Regions from separate parts of the Mus musculus genome. Here region 1 is linked to region 2. The links are chromatin contacts, called in public HiChIP or PLAC-seq maps. All regions are on one chromosome and are shown on one strand. The core of a region is the stretch at or near the end of the contact, and the rest is flanking DNA. Distances in the headings are between cores, read along the strand shown. Region 1 overlaps Piezo1 (piezo-type mechanosensitive ion channel component 1). Region 2 overlaps Gm39273 (a long non-coding RNA gene).

Region 1 (5,363 bases), core at 2,078-4,577, 360 kb after region 2:
ATCTGTGGGGTCCCTGGTGCTATACTCCCCGTGGACTCATACTGGTGGACACAAAGACTCTTGCTGACATTGTTACTCTGGTTGCCAGGCTACTCGCCTCTTGCAGGTCCAGGACACTGGTCCGGTGGCAGTGAGCTGCTTGTTTTCTGAATGCTGTCCCCTGCAAAGGCTGGAGGAAAACCAGTCACGAAGGAGATAGGCCGCAGGAGAGACAGAGGCCAGGGTACTGACCCAGCCAAGGGTGAGCCACAGATAGCGCATTGGCTTGTAGAAGAGCAACAGGAAGCCCGCCAGGCTGGGTGGTCCCATGGGGGCCTACAGTAAAGATCTTAAATGGTAGGCAAGAAATCAGGCCCGCGTGCTCGCTTCGGCAGCATATATACTAAAAGTGGAATGATACAGAGAAGATTAGCATGGCCCCTGCGCAAGGATAATACCCAAATTCGCGAGGCATTCCATATTTTAAAAAAAAAAAAAAAGAAAAGAAAAAAGAAATCAGGCCCCCACCCGTCCTGAAGCTGTGGACACCACTGTCCCTTGACTGACAATGGGAGGAAACCCTGCCTGGGGATGCAGCCAGGGTTACAGGCATGAAGCCGGGGGTGGAGGGGACATTTCCCTCTTCCTCCCCCACCCCCATATCCCACCCTGCTGTTTAGGGACATAGAGATAGTTGGGCTAGCTGGCCAGGCCTCCCTAAGGCATCTTCTGGGGTTGGCGGCCTCTGTGACACTCATGTGGAACAGCTCTAAACTTCCCTGCTTCCGAGACCCTCTGCGGGTGTAGGGAAAGGTGGATGAAAGTCACTTACTGTCCTAGACACACCCAAAGCCCTCCCTGCCCCCCCCCCCACACTTTTACTCAGCCTCCCTGTCCTCCAGGTTGGACACACAGTACCAGGCCCCCTATCTTTTCTTTTCTTTTTTTCTTTGACAACAGTCCTTTGGTGCTTTTTACAGAGGAGGAAAAAGGAAGGGCAAGTTTTCAGTTGGGTCCTCCAGGCCTGCTCTCCATATCTCTTCTGGGATCTCCTCCTAGCCCCTTGTTCTGAACGCCTGCCTCTCTGCTGTGCCCAGCGTGTACTATCTTCTCACCTCCACACTTAAGGGCCCCACCAAGCCCTCACCCTATGCTGCTGGCTACAGTCATCAGAGCCCTCTCGCATGGCTGGAATGGGGTAGATGCAGTCCCATTCATCCCAAAGCTACACCCTGGGCTCCTGGGCCGCTGTGGCCCATCACCTCACGTTGCGGTGGTCATGGCTCACGTGTGGTTCCCTCCAGTCCCAGGTCTCTGTGTGGCTTCTGTGGGTTTGAATTGAAAGTCTTGGTCTTTCTGAGTCTCGAAGGATCCTTTGTCTGCCCCAATTCCTTCTTACAAGTGCACATAAATCACACTAGGGACAGGGACTCACCTCAGGCCACTTACCACACCCACTGGTGACTAGGCAGTCTGTGGTGCATTGTGGGGACAGGGGCCCAGTTCACAGACCCTCACACTCATAGATTCTTTTTCTTTTTCTTTTCTTCTCTTTTATTTTGGTTTTTCGAGACAGGGTTTCTCTGTATAGCCCTGGCTGTCCTGGAACTCACTTTGTAGACCAGGCTGGCCTCCAACTCAGAAATCTGCCAGCCTCTGCCTCCCGAGTGCTGGGATTAAAGGTGTGCGCCACAACGCCCGGCACATTCACAGATTCTTATGATCTATCGGCTGCTCAGCTCCAATGGTGGTCAGTTCTAGCCATTGATGTGTCCAGGATCCTGGTCAGATGGACCCTGGAGCGTAGAGCTTGCTTCCTCTGACCCCTGTCTCTGATCCCTGGAAAACCAAGTTTTCGGGGACACTTGTGAGACTGATACCTACCCCAGGATTGTGACAGACATTGGCCTGCATGTGGCATTGTCCAGGCCTGTGTGCAAGGCCATGGGGTGGGACAGAGGCTGCCCTTCCGAGAAGTAGTCTTCTGAGGGTATTGGTTACTTCTGGGCCCCGAACACACCTTGCTGAGCCTCTCCCAGCCTGGCAGCTATGGCCTCTTTGGACAGCGTACTCCTCTGTGGGACCCAGGGTCTCAGCGGAGTCTCTGCTCCACCACTGGACACGGCTGCTGCATAGCTGGGACCATAGAAGGACTCCAGGCTCTGCTCTGCCTTGTAGCTCTTTGCCAGTCTAGACACCACTTCCTCCAGGGCTGAGACTGTGGCTGCCCCAGGGTCCCAAGCAGGCCCTGCCCTGCCCTGCCCTGCCCTGCCCTAGAGATGGGTTGCAGTCCTTTGGGCTAGCCTGGTCTCTCCTGTTGGGGCCTCTGCTCAACTCTCTCTGCTCACCGAGGTCTTTCTTTTGGCCTAGAGAGACTCTCCTCCCTTCTCAGAGGGAGGTAGCCTAGAGACTAGGAGGGCAGGCCATCCAAACCTGTTCCCTCTCTTGTGCAGACAGGAGTGACAATGGTGGGGTGGGGGGTTATATGAGACCCTCAACCTTGTTTCTGTGCTGGGCCGAGATGGTAGGGTGAGGTGAGTCTGCTCTTCACCCAGGCTTCCCTCGAAGAAACCATGCTGTTCCTGCACTGGACGCTTGCTTGTCTCCACTTGGGCTGGACGGCCTGCTGCGTTGATGCAGACTAGTGTGAACCTTCACTGTGTTCTCTCCCTGTTGACACAGCCCATCCCTCCAAAGGATCCGGTCATCTCAAGCACACACTGTATCTCTGCACCTTTCCGTCCGTCTGTCCAGCACTGGCTGTGGTAGGGGAAGCTCCCCACAGATCTGCCGTGTGCTTCAGACTCATTTCCAGAGCCATTTACAAATGTGTCTGGCATCTGCTTTGGGAGGTCGCTGTAAGGCTTCTTTGACCAGAGACATATGGGAGCAGCTGGCTCAAAGAGCCTCCAGGGAGTGGTGGATTCTCGTCTCCTACCCTGACAGACCCTGGGCCAGGCTGGGGCTTCTTGAGTAGGTGAGGTCTCCCTTACAGCCCAATCTGCAGGCCCATCTTCATGCTCATGGTGGAGGAGGGGTGGTGACAAACCTTCTGTGTGGTGTACTCTAAAAGTTGTGTGTGGTCCTATTACCCTTACCCCTCCCTCCCTGACCCGGTTCCCACAACGACGAGCAAACCGTTGCTCTGCTCTGGGTCACTCAGAGTCCAGGGGAGCCACCCGGTGGACTTCATTAGCCCTCAGCTATGGCTTGAGGACCCCAGAGTGGATGTTAGCAAGGGTCTTCAGCTTTGTGCTGTAGGGTGAGGGTCTATAAAGGGTTAAGTATGTGCTGGCCTGCAAGGGGCCCTTCCTGCCTCTGGCTGTCCCTATTGTTGCTGGCTCAGGAAAGGCCTGTTTCCTGTGAAATCACAGGCTTTGCCCAGCAGCTCCACCAGAGCAGTCTGAGGCTCTGCCCTCTTTGAGGAATGTCTTTGTCCCCCATGACCCCTCTCCTGCAGTTAGGTGGCAGCTAACCTTCAAGGACAAAGACAAGGAAGGCTGTCTCCTTCAGGCTGCTTGTGATAAATAACATCTCACCTCTGTCCTCTGCACTGCTAAAGTCATGGTTGTGACAGTCACATCAATGTGTTTCAACCAATACGCCACACCACCGGGACCAGGGAGCACCTGGGAACCCTGCATCCCGACACAGCCAGGTTGTGTTGCCTCTTAGTGTTTCTTTCCCTCTCTTCCCAGAAGCAAGAGCTGCACGGCTGACCCAGGCGGGACTCGCTCTCCTGGCTCGCTCTTCTTGCTCTTGAGGGGTGATAATCTTGGAGGAATGATGACTGAGAACGAGACCCTGGAGTGTCAAGTTGTGCCTCTGAGCCTGTTTCCTTGGGTAGAGTGTTCGTCTCTGGACGTAGCCTTTATTTCTCTGTACAGTGTTGGGACCGCTCTACACGGAGGGCAGGCAGGAAGGAAAAGAGGCAGGGGAAAGGGCAGAGCTCAGGGCCTGTGCATCTCCCAAGCTGACCTGTGTTGCTGAGGCAGGACAGGGCGTTCCCCTCGCCTGGTCCCTGGTGCCTCACCTTGCATTTCATCTACCTTTGGCACATACAGCTATGTAGGGTTCTCCTGGCCCTACCTGGGATTAGGAGTAGCCAGGCCTCAATCTCAGTAGCCCATCTCACATTTCCTCGTTGCCAGGAAGCCAGGCATGGAAGTCCCTACCCCTTGCCATCTTGGGTCTCTGGTTTCTGGAGCCCATCACAGATTTTGGACACCGTTCATGTATTTATTCCGGTAAAACATCTATCCACGAAGTTTGTCATCTTAATCTATTTTTGATAGTGTGGTGGCATTAGGCACATCCTCATATGTCACTAATGGCCACCCCAGGACCATCTCATTTTCCTGACTGAAACTTGATAACAGTTAAACTTTAGCCGCGGGACTGGAGAGATGGCTCAGTAGTTAAGAGCACTGACGGCTCGTCCACAGATCCTGAGTTCAATTCCCAGCAACCACATGGTGGCTTACAACCATAATGAGATCTGGGGCCCTCTTCTGGTGTGTCTGAAGACATCGACAGTGTACTCATATACGTAAAATAAATAGATAATTCTTAAAAACAATAATAAATTAACTTTAGCCTCTCCCGCACTCAACACACACAGAACCTCGGGGTCTGAATTTTAAGCTTGCCAAGCAGGCTGCAGGGTAAAGCATCTTTCCCTGCTCCCCAGGGCCTGTGGTGGCCGCCCTTCATTGGCTGTGCTTGGGAGGCCAGAATTCAAAGTCAGGAGTCTTCTCCAGTTGTGTTCCACTTTTTGGAGTTCATCAGTTGGCTTGATTGACCAGCAGGCTCTGTTGCTGTTTCTACAGAATGCTACCTACCACACACAGCGTTTCATACCTGCACCAATCACTGTACGTAATCTAAGTGTGTGTATGTGTATGAACACAGGTCCGTGCGTGTCACAGCATGCTCGTGGAAGTCAAAGGGCAAGCTTGGGTGTTGGCCCTCATCTTCTACCTTATTTGGCACAGGGTTTCTCTGTTAATCCCTGCTGCTTTTGCCAACCACCTGGCCTGACCGCTTCTAGCCAGTCTCTCCTCTCTCCCTCCCATCTCCTGGTAGAGGTGCGCTGGGATTACAACTGGCTTTTGCACAATTCTGGGAATCCAAACTCGGGTCACCAGGCTTCTGTGGCAAGCCACCAAGACGCGTCCTTAGCCTGGCTTTCCATCTTTTCACGTGGGTTCTGGTGATCTCAGCCGAGGTCCACGTGTTCATGCGGCACATGCTCTTGGCTCCCGACACGGGCTTTTGATCACTGCCCCTCACGTGCTTGGTTCAGTGCTGGCCATTCCCGGTATGTGAGGTCGAACCAGTGTCCTCAGAGGCAGGACCTGTCACATCAGGGATGTTAGATAGGA
Region 2 (4,872 bases), core at 151-2,650:
TGAAAGAAGCTGTTCTTAGGGAGAAACAATGGTAAGAATGCTATCCATCTCAGCAGACAGGGAGGGAGCAAAGCAAAGGAGCACAGAAACCATTATTCCGGAGACCTGGCCCCGGGAACCTTACTCTCCAAGGTGAAGGGCAGCCAGTTGGGGTGGTGCACACCTGTAACCCAGCACCCAGGGCAGAGGCAAGCAGATTTCTGTAAGGTTTGCTCTATTTAAGAAAGGGGAAATGGGGGGCTGGAGAGATGGCTCAGTGGTTAAGAGCACCGACTGCTCTTCTGAAGGTCCTGAGTTCAAATCCCAACAACCACACGGTGCCTCACAACCATCCGTAATGAGATCTGACGCCCTCTTCTGGTGCATCTGAAGACAGCAACGGTGTAATCAGATATAATAATAGATAATATCAAAGAAAGAAAGAAAGAAAGAAAGAAAGAAAGAAAGAAAGAAAGAAAGAAAGAAAGAAAGAAAGGAAGGAAGGGAGGAAATGGAAAAAAGCTGAACTGAAGGAATTTGTCTTGAATGCCTCCCCACAAGGAATATTAGACATTCTTTAGAAAAACACGGGTCAGGCTAAGGCGGTGTCTAAGTCTGTGGATAGTTTGCACGAGGCCTAGGGATCCGGGAGAGAGGAGACTCAGAAATTCAGGTCTGGGGCCAGAGAGATGGCTCAGTAGCTAAGACCACTTGTGCTCCTCCAAAGGACCCAAAATTTAGTTCCCAGAAAAGGATGTGAGCTCGCATCTGCCTGAAGCTCCAGCTCCAAAGGACTTGCCAGGCTCTTTTGGAGGTCGCAGAAAACCCTACATTGGGCATACACCCATACAGACATGCATACATTATATTATATACATTATATACACCCATACAGACATGCATACATTATATTGTATATATTGCATATGTACAATGCATTAGGAAATTTAAGGTTTAAAGAAAACAAAAATGCCGGTCTGCACTAAAGAAAGGCGAAAGGAAAACCACCAATTCTCAGGGTACACAGCCAAAGCCCCAGCACTCAGATCAAAGCAGGGGGTTGCTATGGGTTTGAGGCCAGCTAGGGCTTCATAGCAAGACCCCGTCTCAACCCACGCTCAAGGAAACGTTAGGATGATAAACAGTTTCTGTGCAGCCTTAGTGTCCTCGCTCTCCAACCTTCCATGCCCCCCACCCCACCCCCACGCCGCACCTTGTCCCCATCTCACAGGCATGCAAGGGAGTCCCACTGTGAGAGCATGAGTCTTGGTGTGGACTGCATGCAGTTCTTGGGGCCAGAGGCCTGGTCCCTGGGAACTATTCTGGAGTATGGGGCTCAGGGCTCAGGTCAGGCTCCACTGCTTATACATTCCTGTCTTTCCTTAGCAGTCAAATTGATTAAAACCAGACATGGGGTGGCACAAAGGACACGGAGCACATAAACGCTGTAAAACTCAACTGGTCAAGGCTTTGTGATGTGGCCTGTGATCCCAGTACACAGGGGGCAGGGGCAGGAAGGTCGCTTCATGTTTAGGGCCAATCTGGGCAATATGTAAGAAGACCCCATTGACAACAAAGCCAAGAACAGTGGGTGGCTCTCATCTGTATTTTCAAATCTAGAAACAGAGGCAGTAGGATTGCTACAACTCTGGGGCTAGCCTCAGCTACAGTATAAGACACTGACTCAAGATAAATAAAAGACTCCCATCAAGACAAGGAAGGGAGTGGATTGAGAGAAAGCAAGAAAGTGAGCGAGCACTAGGAGAAGCAGACATCAGACATCAGCACCAGCAGAAACAGTTGCAGTGGGGGGTGAGGTGCTCCTCTGTAACCCCAGGGTCTCAGAGGCAGAAAGAGCAGGAATTGAGGTGAATCTCGGCTACACAGGAAAGGAAGAACAGGGGTGGGAGGGATGGGAGGGAAGGGAGGGAGGGAGGGAGGTAGGGGAGGGAGGGAGGGAGGAACAACACACAGAAACAGTCCTGCAGGCTGAAAGCCAATAATGGCATCCCGATGTAAGCAGCGCCCACAACCTCCTGGATGGGCTGACTCTACAGATCCCTTTAACTGCAAACACAGCTCCTCAGGCCCACATGGAGGGTGTGGAAGAACACATTCCTACCTTAACAAATGTCAAGGGAATCATGCCTGGTCTGTTCTTAGACTACAATGGGATTAAAGTAGAAATAACAAGTAGATAGATGAAAACTCTCAAAGGACTTCAGCTTAAGCACTACACTCAGAAGTAACTCCAGGGTCAAAGAGGAGACAACTGGCCGGGAACTTCCTGTGTAGACCAGGTTGGCCAGGCTTCCATTCACTGAGATTCTACTGTAGCCTCCCTCATGCTGGGATTAAAAGGTGTTTGCTACCAGACTAGCTAAAAAGTTTTAAATTAAAAGTTTTTTTTTAAATTACTTTTATAGCCTGGTGGTGGTGGCACACACCTTTAATCCCTCGGGAGGCAGGGGCAGGTGGATCTGTGAGTTTGAGGCCGGCCTGGTCTACAGAGTGAGTTCCAAGACAGCCAGGGCTACACAGTGAAACCGTTTCAGAATCCCCCTGATGCCCAAAAGGCTGGAAACATAGAAGATGGTTCATCAAGAGCACTCGCTGCTCTTCCAGAGGACCTCGCTTAAACTCCTAGCACCCGGATGCTGCTCACAGACATCCACTGCTCCAGGTCCAATGGATCCAATGCACTCTGCTGATGTGCACCAAACACTCATGGGATTCATACACACACATGCAAGCAAAACATGCCCATAAAACAAACCGAAAAAGGTATGTTCAAAACAAAACATTGTAAAGACACATAAAATAACACAGGGTAATAATACATAGATGTCCTGACCCTGGGCTTGACAGTGATCTAGAAACAACACCAAGGTCCAATCTGTAAGGAACTGGATACATTAGGGACAGGGAGAGACTGCACGAGGTTCTGGGAAATGGCAGAGTGGAAGGCATCAAGAATCCATTTCCCAGACTAAACAGAACCTGAGAGGCAACTACTTAGCAGTTCCTCATCTGCCAAAAACCTGCAAGTCCCAAGAGAAGGCTTGTGGCCTCATCGTGTTTTATTCTCATAATTTAGGAAACTAATACTTTCAAAAGAAAAACAAGCATTCACCGTGTAATTTATTTTGTGACTCCAAATTTTGCTTCCTACCTAATTTAAGAGACTAGTGTACTTAATTGGTTTATATTTATGAGCACACAATCAATAAAGATATAATCTTTCGATATCCATAACTGAAGCTTTGCAGCAGGAGCTACCTGGTGACTGCTTTAAATCCAGAGTAGAACGTTAACACCTCTGACTCCTGCTCAGCTCCAGCCCCGGTGACAGCTCACACCTGCAGTGCCAGCACTCAGGAGGCTGGAGGAGGAGTCTGTATCAGATGCCAGCCTGGCCCACAGCATGTGGCAGACACTAGCTCAAAGGAAGAAAAACCTCCATGGTAACCTCAAAGAAAATAGTGACAGGTTGTAAATAAAAAGACGTAAAAAAGGAACTAAACGCTTTTGTTTCACTGCAAGAAAAAGTGTAATAAAAAAAGATGGTAATTCAGGAAATGAAAACCAAACCATCCCGGACAGAAAATAGTGTAATGGCAGAAATCTGCTCTCAGCAGTAGCTAAAAAGATTAAACTCTCCATTCAAGGCCAAGGACTGGGCTGTGTTGAGCTGGAAGCCTGAAAAGACTCAAGGTGACAAAACTCAAGGTGACAGTGGCAGGAGAGAATCCGGAGATAAGAGGGGGAAGACTGAGCCTGCTATCAAATGTCTTCCCCCCTCCTCCCTCGCCCACCTTCCCTTCATTCCCCCCATTTCTCCCTCCCCCCTTCCCCCTCTCCCCAGACAGGGTTTTGTCTGTGTAGCCCTGGCTATCCTAGAGCTCACTATGTAGACCAGGCTGGCCTTGAACTCAGAAATCTGCCTGCCTCTGCCTCCCCAGATTAAAGGCATTTGATGCCGGGCAGTGGTGGCGCACGCCTTTGATCCCAGCACTTGGGAAGCAGAGGCAGATCTCCGTCATGAGTTCCAGGCCAGCCTAGGCAGCTCCAAGACAGCCAGGGCTACATAGAGACACAAGATGGCAGATAGCTCAGCTGGTAAAGGCGCTTGCCCCCAACCCCAAAGACCTGAACTCCATTCCTAGAACCCACATCTTAGAAGGACAGAACCAATTCCTGAAAGTTGTCCTCTGACCCCCCTGAACCAAGGCACGCGCCTCCGCACACAAATAGATAGATGCGATCATTTTCTTTTTAAAATTGACTGAATAGCTAAAAAACCCAAAACAGTTAAGCCCCACAAGAAAAGGTAGTTTTAGGAACATATACTTAGACATCAGTTTTCAAAGGCCAAAATTACTCTTTAAAAAGATAAGAGAGCCGAGAATTTAGTTCTCTTGGTAGAGCCAGTGTACGTAAATGGGGTGTGGCACTACACACCCAAAATCCCAACATTCCCACTTGGGCAGAAGGATCCATGGCTACACAGGGCCGCCTGGGCTACAGAGATCCTGCATTCCCAAAAAGGGAAATATTTCATAAGACCTGAACAGAAAGCTCATATTTGCCGCCACCACTACCCAGATGATACTCAGAATACATGGAAAAAACCCTGCAGTGAATACCTGTACTCAGAAGCTCGTGGCAAAGCTGCTTTCTTTTTGTTTCTGTTGCTGCAAGAAAATACCCGAAGGGTGCAACTTAAGGGAAGGTGGGCTTGTTTGGCCCACAGTGTCATGGCAGGGAGGGTCACAGGGACAGGAGCGTGAAGCAGCTGACCACCACACTCCAGAAAAGAGCAATAGATAATGCAGTGTGCTCAATGCACACTTTCTCCACCCTCCCACAGTCCGGAGCCCCGCCTAGAGAATA

The links. HiChIP or PLAC-seq counts read pairs in DNA pulled down with a chosen protein or histone mark.
Region 1: an H3K27ac HiChIP or PLAC-seq map of embryonic stem cells shows a contact between it and region 2, with 4 times the contacts expected there. The contact joins two enhancer-like sites. A contact is called at or near these places in 2 of 39 promoter capture datasets (cranial neural crest and maxillary cranial neural crest) and 4 of 115 datasets of contacts at active chromatin or transcription factors (bone marrow-derived macrophages, differentiating embryonic stem cells, embryonic basal ganglia and 1 more).

Annotation. Positions count from the first base shown.
Region 1 is chr8:122,515,670-122,521,032 of GRCm38.p6, reverse strand. All of the region lies in intron 1 of Piezo1 (piezo-type mechanosensitive ion channel component 1), which reads left to right. Gm26497 (a small nuclear RNA gene) reads left to right here and starts at 359; the gene lies at 359-465. Within about 2 kb of position 3,327, at least 60 of the 459 cell types and tissues checked have an H3K27ac peak or open chromatin away from gene starts, as enhancers often do.
Region 2 is chr8:122,871,884-122,876,755 of GRCm38.p6, reverse strand. The region is part of intron 1 of Gm39273 (a long non-coding RNA gene); the gene reads right to left. Among named protein-coding and RNA genes, the nearest start is that of Gm39273, 3.9 kb to the right of the region's middle. Within about 2 kb of position 1,400, at least 7 of the 459 cell types and tissues checked have an H3K27ac peak or open chromatin away from gene starts, as enhancers often do.